3 separate regions of the Mus musculus genome follow, and regions 1 and 2 are each linked to region 3. A link is a contact called in public Hi-C data. All regions are on one chromosome and are shown on one strand. The core of a region is the stretch at or near the end of the contact, and the rest is flanking DNA. Distances in the headings are between cores, read along the strand shown. Region 1 holds the start of Zfp750 (zinc finger protein 750). Region 2 holds the start of Tbcd (tubulin-specific chaperone d). Region 3 overlaps Gm12589 (a long non-coding RNA gene).

Region 1 (4,529 bases), core at 284-2,783, 290 kb before region 3:
CAGGGCTGAGAGCACCTTCCACCTGCCCACAGTGTGCCATCCGGGATACCTGCCCACACACAGAGTGAGCACTGTGTAGTTTCGATTGGCCACAGGGTCCTGTTTGTCTTTAAAGCATTAAACTTCAGCAGTCCCTGAGTGTGGACATGTAGTGTAGTTGCTGCTGTCAAGACAACAGTGAGTGGCTGGCATGTTTTTAGAAGTTTCTAAGGGGCTTGCACTTAGAAATCAGACAAGAGAAAGAATAATTTAAGAGAACCCTGATAGGATACAATAGAGGTAATTACAGCTTTGCTTTATAGGCCAGCGATGTGACGGGCCAGGCAGCTATGTTTGTCCTGTGAATTGACCTGCAAATCAAGACAGTGCAGTACTATTCCTCCTGGTGGTGTCCAGCTGTCTGGCGCAGAGCCTCGCAGGTGGAACGTCGTGAAGGGCATGCTATAATTACAGCACTGTGATGTGGCGTTATTGCACCACTCAAGGGCACGCCACTGTCGTCTACCCACTGGGGTGTCGCAAGAACGAGATTTGTGAGTTTTACTTCATGTGGGCTTTTGCAGTAGCTGGCCGCCGCTCCCTCCCAAACTTTCTGTTCTTTAAGATGAAGGTGAACTTAGGGAGGCCATAGTCTTAGAAGAAAGCTGTTTTCTAGAGTGTGTTTGGAAGGAAGGATCTAGAAAACAAATGGGTTGTGTTGTGCAGGCTCACGGCTTCCCGACCAGCATGGCACCGGAGCTCGCCTTGCCTGTGTTTCTGTAACACAGCAGTTTAAAACATCAGAGAGCCTTTTCTAATGCAAACACTCAGATAGGAAATGCAGGCGTTTCTGCTTAAACCAAGTCTGACTTGGTCAGATTTGGCCGATTATTCGGTCGATAATTATTTTCATACAGATTTATCCCCCCCCCCCCATGTATAATCTTAACAACCAAACCAAAAACCTAAACTTAGTTGGTTTCTTGTTTTTGAAAGGTTTTGTCAAAGCAGCAGTTATTTTAAATTTGAAAAGCTTTAGATGTTAAACTAGAAATGAAACCAAACAGTTGTATCTCTCTCTATATATGTGAGTTTTGCCTCTTTTATGTCAAAATTTATTGTAATTTCTTTGAAAAGTAGGGAACAATTAAGCAATACTATAAATCCATCTTTTGTTTTTAAAATAAATTTTATAGCAGAAAGGATGGCTTGATTTCTAAATAAGCTTGCTCATAGTCTTGGAATAACGTATCAGCCCCATTAGGAGTTCTGTAATTGTGGTCTGCATCCCCGAGATGCACCTGCCGGGTTCTGAGTAATCCTTAGGGAATAGTGAGAGCAGGAAAGAGCAGACAACAGCAAACAATTTACCCAGACAGATTCCTCAAGACACATTAAAGAGTAGTTTTGAAAGAAAACTTGAAGAAATAGTAAGCACTTACCAAAGGTGGGCAGTGCTGGGATGCGGAGTCCTTCTTCTGTGCAAGGTGCTGAGGTCTGAGGAGCAGGATCTGTTCTCACGCTGGCTCGCTGGCTCGGTGAAACTGGAGCCGGCTGTTCCAGTGGGAGGGATTTAAGTGTAGGAGTTGAGCCCTCGGGGCGTAGAGATGCACCTGATATTCCTCCGCCTGCAGCTACAATTCAAGTGTTTGCACCCACTGAGCTCCACGTAGCCTCACTGAGCAGGGATCCAGAGAGTCCTGTGCCACTCCAGGTGCCCCACAGGACTCTAGGTTCACGGTGTGTGGGGTCCTGGGAGGGCTGCCCAGTTGCAGAGGAATCAGGATATCTGGATGCAGAGTCTAGTGCTGATGTACTTGTATCACAAGCACTTGATGCTCATTAAAGACTCAGGTGTAGAGCTTCGCTTGCTCGCTTCAGTACTCCAGCATAGGAACATAGAAGCAGAGAAATATAACTTTGTCCTGAAACACATGTCACCGATGGAAACATGACAAGTGTTTTTGCTGTGATGCCCAGAGAAGCCTCTGGCCACCTCTGCGATTTCTACCCTTCTCTAGGAGTTTTGTTGAGGTCACCGGGAGAACTAGGGTGGCAGAGAGGATGCTAACCTTGCTGCCTTGTCACAGGGACCTGCCGGAACATGCCCAGGGCCTGTACTGGTTGTGGAGCTGACATGTGCTGTCTGTCATTTGGGCGTCGGCAGTGTGTTCACCTTCACACCCCCTCTTTAAGTAATAACTTAGATTTTAAATTTTGGAGCCATTTTACCATCCCCTACCCCCACCCCCCACCCCACCCCCAGTGTTTACTTGTTTGCTTTGAGGCTTGTGCGGGCTGCAGTGGAGGCTGGAATGTGATGTCAGTTTGGGGACAGGGAAAGGACACTGTGATAGCTGGCTAGGCTCTTGGTCATACCTGAAGCTGCTGGCAAGGGCCAGCACGCATTTAAGACTTTAGATTTTACTTGGCTTCACCTTTATGTTTAATTCTTTAAAACCTAGTTTAGTTACTTTGTCTCATTCCTAGGAAGAGTCTAAGCCAAATGCTCAGTCTTATAAGAACAGCGAGCAGTTCCCTAGGGTTTCTCACATCTCTAGCTGAGTAGCAAGTTACCTTAAGCTCTGCTCTGAGACAGTCACCAGTTTGTTACAGTTTGTTACATCTGTCTGGGCGGAGGTGGTCTGTACTGGTTCCGGTTCCCCCAGGCAGTGCTTCTACTCTGTGGGTGTTTACTGAGGCTTCCCGGTATGGTGAAGTCCTCTAGCTACTCTGCCACTTTCCGGGACTCCACAGTAGAGGGTAGCCTTTGGACATCTCAGGACTTGAAGAGAGCAAAATGGAGAGGCAAGGCTGAGAATTATCTCAGTGCCGTTTCTGCTGCACCTCTTTCTGGAGCAGTTGGGGCAGGCCAGCTTCTTAGGAAGGCTGGCAGGGACTTGCTGAAAGTCTTACCCTTTCCCCTCTGCTCTCACTCACCTTTTGCTGAGAGTTTTACTCCTTGATTCTAATTTGCAATCTGGACTTCAGGTGTTTTTAATGGACCCCCTTAACTCTTTGCCTCCCACATCCTCTTGAGGGCCATCCCTCCTCCCTTTGTGCTGCCCTCTCACTTGGGCCAGTCCTATCTTTGCTGTGTCATAGCTTCTACATTTCCTTCCCTCTTCTTTTTTGTATTTCATAGTCAGTGAGGGCAGTGCTATACTAATCCCTAAACCCTCCAACAGACGTATTGGCCTAATGCCACTTTACAGTGCTTTCTTCCAAGGAGAGTCTTCATGCAGCAGGAGTTCTGATCTGAAGGGTGACATTTAGTGAGCATCCCCTGTTTTGAGGCCCAGCCTTGCCACCATGTCCCTACATGGCCTGGCATCTGTGGCTTGATGATATCCACACGCTCTAGATGTTGATCAAGGGCAATCTCTAGCTTTATGAGAGAGAGAGAGAGAGAGAGAGAGAGAGAGAGAGAGAGAGAGAGAGAGAGAGAGAAAGAGAGAGAAAGAGAGAATATGAATGTTTTTCCTCCTCTTCTTTTTCCTTATATTCTCAGTTTCCTTTACTATATCTTCTAGTATTTCTATGAAGCATATTCCACAGTCAGGATCTCTGGTTTCTGGGGGGGTTTGAGTAGCCCTGCTTTGATACCTTGTTCTAACTGCTCTGAATAGTTCAGTGAGTTTCTTGCAGGATAGGAGGGCTTGGGGACTTTATGTAGGGATTCAACTCTGTCTGCTGCAGAGTGGGGTTTCTTTATTGCTGCTGGTTGACAGAATGATCAAGAGTTGATGATAGCCAAGACCTTGGGCTTTTAATAGGTTCTGTTGTGTAGGTCAGGGACTGGCAGTGCTTCCTCTTTGGTTCCCCACTGAAGGTTCATGTGCTTGTAACCTCCTAGTGGTTCTTTCTGTTGCTATGTTCCCTGCCCTCTTTGACTTCTTTGCTTATGCCTTAGAAAGTGAAGGATGGGGCTGGAGAGAGAGCTTAGCATTAAAAACACTGGGTGCTCTATCAGAGGACCTAGATTCAATTTCTAGCACCCACACAGTGGCTTGAAACTATAGCTACTGTCCCAGGGGATCTGATGCCCTCTTCTGGCCTCTGAAGGCACCAGGCATGCCCATGCAGGCAAAACACCTACAGATACCAAAAAGAAAAAAAGAAAAAAAAGGAAAAAAAGAAAAAAAAGAAAAAAAAAAGAGGAGGCCTTTCTTTTGCCACTAGTGAGGTCTGAACCCTTGTGTTTGGTCTCACTCCTCTGCATGACCTAAATGTCTTGATGAAGTTTCTGAGAAGTAAAATCTTAGGGGGTAGGACTGGGAGTGGCAGTTGGCATTTCCTGAGCATCTTCCATGTGGGTCCTTGGTGCTGAGTGGTACTTGCATCATTCCCTGTAGTCACAGGAGCTGTTGTGCACCTGCTTTATAGGAGTTAAATGAGCACAGAGCGGTTAAGTAACTTGACCCAGGTACCTAGTCTGGTAGGTCACAGTTTCATCATGTGACATGGGAGGTAAGATGGGGTATAGAGTGGGTGTCTGGGGCAGCTGCCATCTCTGGACAGCAGCATCTCAATCGAATGCAGACAGGTGC
Region 2 (4,769 bases), core at 595-3,094, 360 kb before region 3:
TGTCCCTGCCCTGCTCCATGGAGACCTCTGGTCTGGAAATGTGGCTGAGGATGACCAGGGACCCGTAATTTATGATCCAGCCTCCTTCTATGGCCATTCTGAGTTTGAACTGGCCATTGCATCGATGTTTGGGGGGTTCCCCAGATCCTTCTTCACTGCCTACCATCGGAAGATCCCAAAGGCTCCAGGGTTCGACAAGCGCCTGCTGCTGTACCAGCTCTTTAACTACCTAAACCACTGGAACCACTTTGGACGGGAGTACAGAAGCCCGTCCCTGGGGGTGATGAGGAAGCTGCTCAGGTAGCAGAGGGCTGGACCTAATAAAATGTCAAACTAGATCCCTAACTGGGCTACTTTTGAGTCGGCCTACAACGCATTCATCCAGAGGCTGAGGTTATGGCAGCGCAGCAGTTTCCAGGGAGCTCCGTATGTAGCTCAGGCTGACACCACAGCAGCACTGTTGCGGGCAAGCTCCCACCTCAGCGGCTGAAGCCCCAGGTACCGCAGGCGAATAGGGAAGGAAGCCACCATGCTAGCCCGTTTGGCTCCGGTCCTTCAGTTACAATCACTGCCAGACACTCTCTAGCACCTCACTGTTTTCTATTTTTTTAGATTTTATTTTGCGTACTCATGTGCTGAAATATGTGTGTATAGGTCAGAGTACAACTTGTGGTTCTCTTCTTCTTCCACTATGTGAGGACCAAACTTGTTACCCCACAACATATCTGAGAAGACTGCTAGGATCTATATTTAAGCCAATAGAAAGTCTTTATTAGCAGGCCAGTGACTACCCTGGGTATTCTGGATCCCAGCAAAACAGTGATCCTTCTCATGAACTTTTAACCACACACACACACACACACACACACACACACACACACACAAATATGTTCTAGGTTGACATACTTCAGTTATCAACAATAGTGAGCGAGAAGTAGAACTAGAGAAGCCAAAAAGCAAAGTTAGCACATTCAGAAACTTTTCAGGACCTACGGACTTTGAAGGATCAAGTCTTTGTTTTTTAGTTTGCCCCGTGGGTGCTGTCGAATGAGTTTTACAGCCTGAATGGCACTTTAATCATGGAGTAGGATGTGCTAAGGTTTGGGGGCCTACTGTTACACATTCAACTCCCGAGGCTTAGTGAAGGAGACTTTGCACACTAAACTATCTAACCACTCCAGTCTTCTACTTCCCAGTGAGGTCTGTTCTGGTGAATGCAGGGCCAGCAGCGTATAGCTCACGTCTTTTCTCAGGACTGCTTTGGGTGGTCATGATGGTGCTGTTTGAGGTCACGGCAAAAGCCTTCATCCTGGAGCAATACCCCATTGTCTCCTACACCCTTAAAGCACCCCCCCGCGCCCCACTCCTGCAGGTGCTCAGACATCATTGCCCCATTCTTGCCCCCACACTCAAAACCCATTCCTCCCCTGCGTTCATACACCACCCGTCCTATTCTGGCTCTTTCTACTAGTTCAGCTTTCCTGCGCTGTCCACACTAGCTCAAAACCTTCCATGTTCCTGCCCCCAATTTCAAACCCAGTTATTTCCTTAACCTTACACACACTCAAGCTCCAGAAGGCTTCCAACACTAGAGTTCATTCCCTGTAAAGATCGTACCGGCCCACTGCTCCGGCCACACCCTCCTTAGCCCCACCTCTTTTGGGCTCCACCCACTCCCTGTTGAGGCTGTAGACATTGGAGGCTTAGTTTTTCTGGTGCTTCCCTTCACTCACGCAAGCATCATTTTGCGCGCTGAGCCGACTTCGCGTGAGCTGTTTTGTTGGCTTGCGCGCCCCGTAGTTGGGGGTCGAAGGTCTCAGGGCGGGGCTGGCAGTTCTCGTGCTGTATCTCTTTTCTTCCCGGTTGCCGGTAGGGTTCTTACGGAAGCTGCTGGCAGGATGGTACTGAGCAATGAGCCGGCTGCGAGCGCCGCCGAGGAGGAGGTGGAGGATGATGCGCTTGTTCGCGCCTCCGCCCTGGAAGCGTTCGGCGAGAGTGCGGAGACCCGCGCGCTGCTCCGCAGCTTGCCGGCGGTGCACAGAGAGCGCGCGTCCCGGGAGGTGGCGGAGGAGCGGTTCCGCGGTGCGGGCGGGGCCCCGAGTCTCTATCTTGAGGTCCTTGCATCTGGGAGGAAGGGACCTGGGGAGCCATACCTCCTGCCTTCCCTGCCATGTCCAGGAACTGAGCAAAGCATGCTTGAGACCTCTCTGTGGATAGGGAGGGAACCAGCAGAATTGTTGGATGAACCTGCCTCCTACGAGAGCGCTCATGGCAAGCAAAGAGGAGCGGTCTGGCACGGCGCTCCTATGGGGCTGCGCTATGAGGCCAGGATTCTGCAAACTCAGAGCTCCACGTTTATCTGGGATCTCCGTTCCAGGCAGAGCAGGAGAGTGGACAGTGCCATTAGATTCCTTTGGTGGTTCTAAATCCCCCAAGTTTAGGTAGGCCTTTACAGTCGTTTGTAATGGATACTGTCCGTCATAGTTTTTGTCAACCTTACACAAACCTAGACATACCTCGGAAGAAATCTCAAGTGAGTAATTGCCACCACCAGATTGGCTTGTGGGCATGTCTTTGCGATATTTCTTTAATTACTAATTGATAAAGGACGGCCCAGCCCACCGTGAGATGTACCATCCCTGGCCTGTGGCTCTGAGCTGTATAAGAAAGACAGCTGAACTTGAGCCTAGGAGCAAGCACGCAAGACTCCTCCGTAGTTTCTGCTTCTATTTGCTTTGATTCATCCCTACACTTTTCTCAGTGATGGGCTGTGAAAGCCAAATAAACCCTTTCTTCCTCAAGTTGATTTTTGGCCAGTTTCATCACAGCAACAGAAAACAAAGACAATGTCCAAATGAGCCCTTTGATAATTAGAGTTTTGTACTTGAACAAAATCATCTTTGTGTATTCCTTAGCTAAAAACATTCTCTCCATAATGTCTTTTTTTTTTTTTTTTTTTTTTTGGATGGGGCTCTAGTTTTTGGGTAAGACAGAGTGGTGGGCTTTGTCTGAAGTGGCAGGTGAGAACTGCAGAGGCAGAGAAACCATTGGATTGGGTAGAAACATTAATTTGCTGGTAGGGGTTGGAAAGCAGGTGACCAGGGTTGGGGAGGTTGTACAGTTATTGGTTTGAACATTGTTGGAAATGAAAGGCATCGTGCTAGGCAGGGGAGGGCTCAAGAAGTGAAGAGGGTCTGACTAGCAGGGGAAGGTGGAGTTGTAGAGAGTTGGAGCACCAGCATATGTGTGAGAAGAGATCGGAGGGCAAGATGTGCAGAGCAAAAGAAGAGCAGGAGGTGTGGTCACACTGGTCCTCAAGAGCCTGACAGATGTTGGGCAGCTGTGAGCATCTGTCAGCAAGAAGCCAGGTGTGTCCCTGGGCGTTACAAGGACTAGGAAGACCCTAGCTGTTCCATTAGAGTTACTGAGAGACGTGAATTTCCAAGGCTCACCTGATTTGATTTTCATGTTATTTTCCTTTTAGTAATTATGGACAAATACCAGGAGCAGCCCCACCTCCTGGATCCACACCTTGGTAAGCATAGATTTTGGTGGTTCAATATCAGATGATCGGGAAGGCTTATGTGTATAGCTGGCACCTGTGTGCTATCAGCAGAAGGTGTCAGATGAAATGTCCCTAGAGCTCTGTCTTTTTTTTTTTTTTTTTTTGTCTGCTGGATGGTTTTATAGACCTGTGATAATGAATAGCTTCGAGTTCAGATACCGATCTTGATTGTGTGCAGGTGTGTCTAAGCTACTTTCTGCTTGTTCCTATTGAAAGAACACATCTTTTCTTATATGTGTTTTAGTCAGTTATGTGTGAATAGCTGTTATCTTCCTGGTAATTGTTTTGCAGGGTCATATGCTTTATAAAGGTCCCATTTTACCTGCACAGCAGTTGATGAGGTCATCTGTCATCTCCATTATGTAGAGAGACACTAAGGTTGTTATCAGGACATTAGTACAAGAGTGTTGTGCAGGACTATCCTCCAAGCTGAACAGCTACCATCTGTGGAGCTCAGCTGTGTGCCCTGATTATCCCAGTTGGACTTGTTGACTATTTACATTCCATCACATGGAGGCAAGAAGGATCACAGACCCTCACCTGAGTACCCACGGCTCTCTACTACCTGTTGTATGCAACTGTGCCCTAATTGCAGGTGGCCTTGGGAACAGCCTAGATTCTTGGTTTCAATCTGTAGGTTGTAACCCCCATAGGGGTCACATGAGATATCCTGCATATCAGATATTTATGTTATGATTTATAATAGTAGTAAAATCAGAGTTATGAAGTGGCCACGAAATAATTTTATGGGGGAGGCATAACCACAACTTGAGGAATTGCATTAAGGGTCACAGCATTAGGAAGATTGAGCCTCCCTACCCCCCACTCCTCCGTGTGTGTGTGTGTGTGTGTGTGTGTGTGTATGTATATGTGTATATATATCAGACAAGATTAGGGGGGGGGAGAATCCCATCTATGTTAGTGTCATTTTTATAAGTGTGTTGACATTTTTCTCTTAACCCAGCTGGCTCTCAAACTGAGACAGAACTATTTTATTTATTTACCAGCTTTAAGGCACAGCAACTGAGCAGTATTAATCTATTTTTAATCTTCTTAGCTAATCCTAGGGTGCTTACATTTACCTCTAGGAAGAAATTTTAGCAGCAGAGAGTGACTTTTGTTTGCTTTTCATTGCTGTTGTTATATTTGAACCTATTTCATATTAATTACATTTTTGTTTGGCTTTTCTCTTTTTTGTTTTGAG
Region 3 (4,463 bases), core at 272-2,771:
GGTTTCCACTGAAAATTTTCTGCTGAGTCTGAGCCATTTGGAGGTCAGCATTTCTAGGTCAGTAGGATGACACTGCAGTCCTGGGGTGTAAGGTCACAGGACAGAGGGGCTTTGAGGAAGGGAGGGAGGGAGGCACCATCTCAGCACTGATCAGGTCTAGGACTCTTCTCTGCCTTGTTTGACATATTCTGGGCCAACTTTTTGTCCAGTCCATTTTTACTTACAGTCCTTGGAAAGCCTCTGAAGTACATACCAGCACTTGCTCTGCAAACACTAAGCTACAGGCTCCAAACCACCTCCATCATCCTCATGAAGACTCTTAGGAAGCAACAGACAAATAGGTGGCTCCTTTTTCTTCATAAGGGGCTTCCAAAGGACTGGGTCTTCCTTGGAGTGAACTTTTGGGCAGAATAGTTTACAATTGAATCTGAGATGGGGAGGATACTTTATCTAAGTTGTCAGCAAGCCTCTGGCTCCAGGAGCCCCTTCAGGTGTTGTTTTCCCCCTAATATCTCATGGGAATTCTTAATGGCACCCAAGCTTCCTGCCAGGCTGGGGTGTATCTGAAGAATGAGCAGAAGGGAGGAGGAAGCCGTGCTAGGAGATGGCTCAGTGGGTAAGGACGCATACTTAGTGCCGAACCTGACAACTTGAATTTGATCTCTGCACCACATGGTCAAAGGAGAGAACAGGTCCCCACACATTGTCCTCTGACTTCAACATGCACACTATGAAGTGTGCACATGCATGCACATGCATGCACACATAATAAATAAAAAAGTTGAGAGAAGGGCTAGGTGCCAGCCAGGACCTGCTGTGTACACCACTTTCCAGCACTAAGGGATGGAACCTCACTGAGGGAAGCTCTGCAGGCATATCAGGGTTTGGGGCACTTCACTGAGCAGACACTGTTGCTCCTCATAAAGTGGCTTGCAGCTACATTGTACAGATGAGAGGAAGTTTGTCGAAATATTCGAAAATACACATAACCACAGGACACAGAGAGATCATACCTGACACATGCATGGCAAGAGATACATGCAGAGAAATCTGGCACATGTGTTTATACACAGAACATATCACATCATGGGCATATGCTCACACATTGAAGACATACCACATCACACACATTCTCACATACGGAGGCCTAGTGGACACTGCCCCCGGATGTGGCTTCCAGCAGCAACTGGAATTCCCTGGGCCGACTCCTACCCTCCACTTCTGCCTTTATGAAGCAGGTGCTAGCAGTTGACCAGGCTGTTTAGTGCCTTTTCTACTTGAAGCACTGATTTTCATATGCATGAAGGAAGAGAAAACATACCATTGAAGTAGTGATGGAGGATGACTGAAGTTCCAGCATCCTCTGACACTCTCCCATGGCCACAGCCTTTCTCTGACCCTGGCCCGAGTCCAAACTTTGCAGCTATGAGGAAGATTAAAGGACAATCTTAGCAGCATCCAGCTGTGCAGGAAGAGAAAGAAAAATCATTTGATGAGAACCTGAGCACTGTTTCTCACGCTTCTACAGTGCCACCTGCTGGCTGTTGGTGTTTATTGGTGCTTTTGCCTGCGTACATGTCTGTCAGCCTGAGGGTGTCAGAACCCCTGAAACTGGAGTTTGTCCATCTGTCATCTTCCCAGGCTCAGGTTTCACATCTTACTGTGTCTCATCTGCCTTCATCTCCGAAGAGCTCCTAAACCAGTTGGCACAAGCTTACTGCACTCAGGTCCCACATGGTCTGGAGTGGGAGAACAGGACATGGTCTCCAGAAGAGGCAAAGTTGTGGCCCTAGGCAGTAGATTCATGTAGGAGTGCTAATCTTTAGTGACCTGTGTAGGCTGCTCCACCCTGCTCACTACCCCAGCCTCTCCCTTTGCCTTTCTCTGGTAATGTAGAGTCCATGGAAGGTAAAGTGTCTTCCTTGGGTTTCACCAGAGGCTGTGATCAGGCTTAGCTGTGAGGCAGAGACAGCAGGTTGGACCCCTGTGGGACCAGAGGTACTGCACATACTCTAGGAGGCTGCTGAAATGCTGTGACTTAACTGTAAGCTGTGACTCTTGCTGGAGACACGCACTGCTTCTTTCCCTAGCCACAATTTCCATCTCACTGCTTCACCCTGACCTCATTGCTTGGCCCCAAGCCCTTCCATATGTGGCATCTGGCCTTTCTTGGGTGCCAGGAACATTGTACAGTTCCCCATGACAGTTGGCTTTTGCTGGAGAGTTGTCTGTGGGACTGTCTCCCTAGAGAATGACAGACCAGTACCAGGTCTCCAGATGCATAGACTCAGCTTGATACTATGTTGAGCTGTTTCCATTCATTTCTTTAACCAGTGGAGTCTTTCCAATCACAGGAGAGCTGTCCTCATCGCCTGAAGTGCTTCTTGGAGTAGAAAACCCAGCACTTGCCTATGTGCTAATATTCCCCTGTATACATGACTGGAGAGATGGCTTAGTGATTAAGAGCACTGGCTCCTCTTCCGAAGGACCTGGGTTCAATCCCCAGCACCCTCATGACAGCTCACACATGACTGTAACTCCAGTTTTAGGGGTTCTGACACTCTCACACATGCATGCAGGCAAAGCATCAATGAACAAAAAAAATTTAATTATATTTTAAAAGTCTCACTGGCCAATTGGCTCTGGTTAGACATGGTTACCTGCCAGTATTCTACTCTCAGTTGGCTGGTCCCTGAGAGCATCATCTTACTCTCGCCTGGGAGTCTGTGGCCGGCCCTATTCATTCATTCATTCATTCATTCATTCGTTTGCTGGAATAGACAGTATGATTTTAGAGAACAGATTGATCTATAGATGATAAAACCAAACAAGGACCCTGGAATAAGCAAGACACCATTCCTTATTTGACAGTTTCATTGATTTTTGAACCCAAGTGTTAAAGCTAGATCTCTTTTCTCCCAAGCATGTCATTCCCATACTCTGCTTCACCTGACCCATTCTTTTTCTCTGGGACGTTCTTATATGCAGGGCTTGATTTTTATGTCCTCTTGGTCCCTTCACAGGGTCCTTGCTGACTGAAGGAAGCCTGTCCCGTGCCCTAGCCAAGACTTCATGCCAGAGACACACATGAAGGGGAGTGTGAGAGCCTGCAGCTAGCTGCCTCCTCCATACGGGTGATCAGTGCAACTCTGCTTGATGAAACTTGTGGTTGATTAGGATGCACGAAGAAGGGCGTTGCTGCACAATTCCAAAGCCCAAGGCTGGTAAAGTGTGAAACAGCGAGGTGTTGCTGACTTTGCAGAGTTCGAGGAGGGAGGGAGAGCCACTTCTGAAAGCCCTGATGCTGGGGGCCATGCCCTGGCTGTTCTTCTTTCTGGCTTCTCTTTTGAAGATAAGCCAACTTCGAAGAAGAGATATTTAAGGTGTGGTGTTCAATAAACCATCCCTATATGACTGAGATTGGTGTCTGAGTGGTTTGTGAAGTAGTTCCCAGACCCTAACACTAGGCCTGCGTTAGCAGACAAAGGCTGTAAGCATTGGAGACAACAATTAAAACAGGTGAATAAAAGTTACTTTTAGACTCTAGCACTGTGCCAGCTACCTCACCCAACACTTCATCCAGTCGAGGGGCAAGACTGCTCTCTCACTCTCCCAAGTGCCACAGCTGTCAAGAGGCTGTGCCAGCTCTCCTGTTCTGATGCCCTCCCCTAAGCCTTTGCCACCAGAGCCTGTTCTTTTGTGCTGCCAGGGTGAGACCCAGTGTTCACTCTCCTGAGTGCAGCTGCTGGTGAGGAGAGGGGATAGCACTTTTGCTCTCATGACTCTAGGGCCAGCTCTCCTGGCTACCACAGAAGGCGAGGGGTGAGGTGAGGAGGGCATGAAGGCATCTCCCCCACACCCATGATGCCTCATGACAGACAAATGGCAGGTCCAGTTCTTCTGTGCTCACACCCTTGGGCCAGCTCACCTACACCTCAGTCACCAGGGCTAGCTCAACAGTGCTGCCTAGATGAGGTGCAGGGCCCATACTTCCAAGTGCTGCAGCTGGTGAGAGGCAGGGATTGCTCTCTAGAGTGCCAGAGCTGGTGAGGAGGGGAGCCAGCTCTGCACAGCCCTTGGATATCAACACGGTTCCAAGCAGCAGCCCAAACCAGGAATATCAGTGTTGTCTTAAGTGGTATCGTGAGCCCCACAGACCCAGACATGGCCCTCAGGGGCAGCACAGGCTGGGACTCCATCAAGGCTTCAAGTAGCAGGGTAGGCTACACACATCAGGCTATTCCTTCTCCCCCTTGAGTCTCCAGTTCTGCATCTCTTCGTGATGCTCAGACTGTTCTACTTCTCTTTCTTTTCGCTCTGTGTACCACACGCTTGCACATTGTGGTGGTTCCCGCTGTAAGTGGGCCACACAGCAGCAGGTCTCTGGGCTGCTTCTGCTCACCCAGGTGCATTGTGTTCTCCTTTTTTTAGATTATCTTTGTAGTTATCTTTGTCCAGGTTCA

What was found. A called contact is a pair of places that touch in the nucleus more often than the background predicts.
Region 1: a Hi-C map of bone marrow-derived macrophages shows a contact between it and region 3, with 24 read pairs. The contact joins the promoter of Zfp750 here to the enhancer-like site in region 3. A contact is called at or near these places in 21 of 39 promoter capture datasets (the 3T3-L1 cell line, 3T3-L1-derived adipocytes, the C10 cell line and 12 more), 1 of 15 datasets of contacts at CTCF or cohesin (the NIH/3T3 cell line), 3 of 484 Hi-C or Micro-C datasets (bone marrow-derived macrophages, macrophages and nephron progenitors), 6 of 115 datasets of contacts at active chromatin or transcription factors (embryonic brain, embryonic stem cells, epiblast stem cells and 1 more) and 3 of 9 other capture datasets (adipose tissue, embryonic stem cells and pancreatic islet).
Region 2: a Hi-C map of bone marrow-derived macrophages shows a contact between it and region 3, with 19 read pairs. The contact joins the promoter of Tbcd here to the enhancer-like site in region 3. A contact is called at or near these places in 18 of 39 promoter capture datasets (the 3T3-L1 cell line, 3T3-L1-derived adipocytes, the C10 cell line and 11 more), 1 of 15 datasets of contacts at CTCF or cohesin (large pre-B cells), 11 of 484 Hi-C or Micro-C datasets (B cells, the C10 cell line, bone marrow-derived macrophages and 5 more), 17 of 115 datasets of contacts at active chromatin or transcription factors (the NIH/3T3 cell line, Th17 cells, bone marrow-derived macrophages and 10 more) and 5 of 9 other capture datasets (adipose tissue, embryonic stem cells, liver and 2 more).

What each region holds. Positions count from the first base shown.
Region 1 is chr11:121,517,809-121,522,337 of GRCm38.p6, forward strand. It overlaps Zfp750 (zinc finger protein 750), which reads right to left and starts at 1,534. Exons shown (of 3, transcript NM_178763.4): 1 at 1,422-1,534. The region is part of intron 13 of Tbcd (tubulin-specific chaperone d); the gene reads left to right.
Region 2 is chr11:121,450,147-121,454,915 of GRCm38.p6, forward strand. It overlaps Tbcd (tubulin-specific chaperone d), which reads left to right and starts at 1,845. Exons shown (of 39, transcript NM_029878.4): 1 at 1,845-2,082; 2 at 3,485-3,535. The coding sequence starts at 1,899. It overlaps Fn3k (fructosamine 3 kinase), which reads left to right. Exons shown (of 6, transcript NM_022014.4): 6 at 1-344. The coding sequence ends at 304.
Region 3 is chr11:121,806,905-121,811,367 of GRCm38.p6, forward strand. It overlaps Gm12589 (a long non-coding RNA gene), which reads left to right. Exons shown (of 3, transcript XR_389241.2): 3 at 3,024-3,422. Among named protein-coding and RNA genes, the nearest start is that of Gm30338, 14 kb to the left of the region's middle. Within about 2 kb of position 1,522, at least 30 of the 459 cell types and tissues checked have an H3K27ac peak or open chromatin away from gene starts, as enhancers often do. A contact at or near this core is called in bone marrow-derived macrophages and neural stem cells, where this site is marked.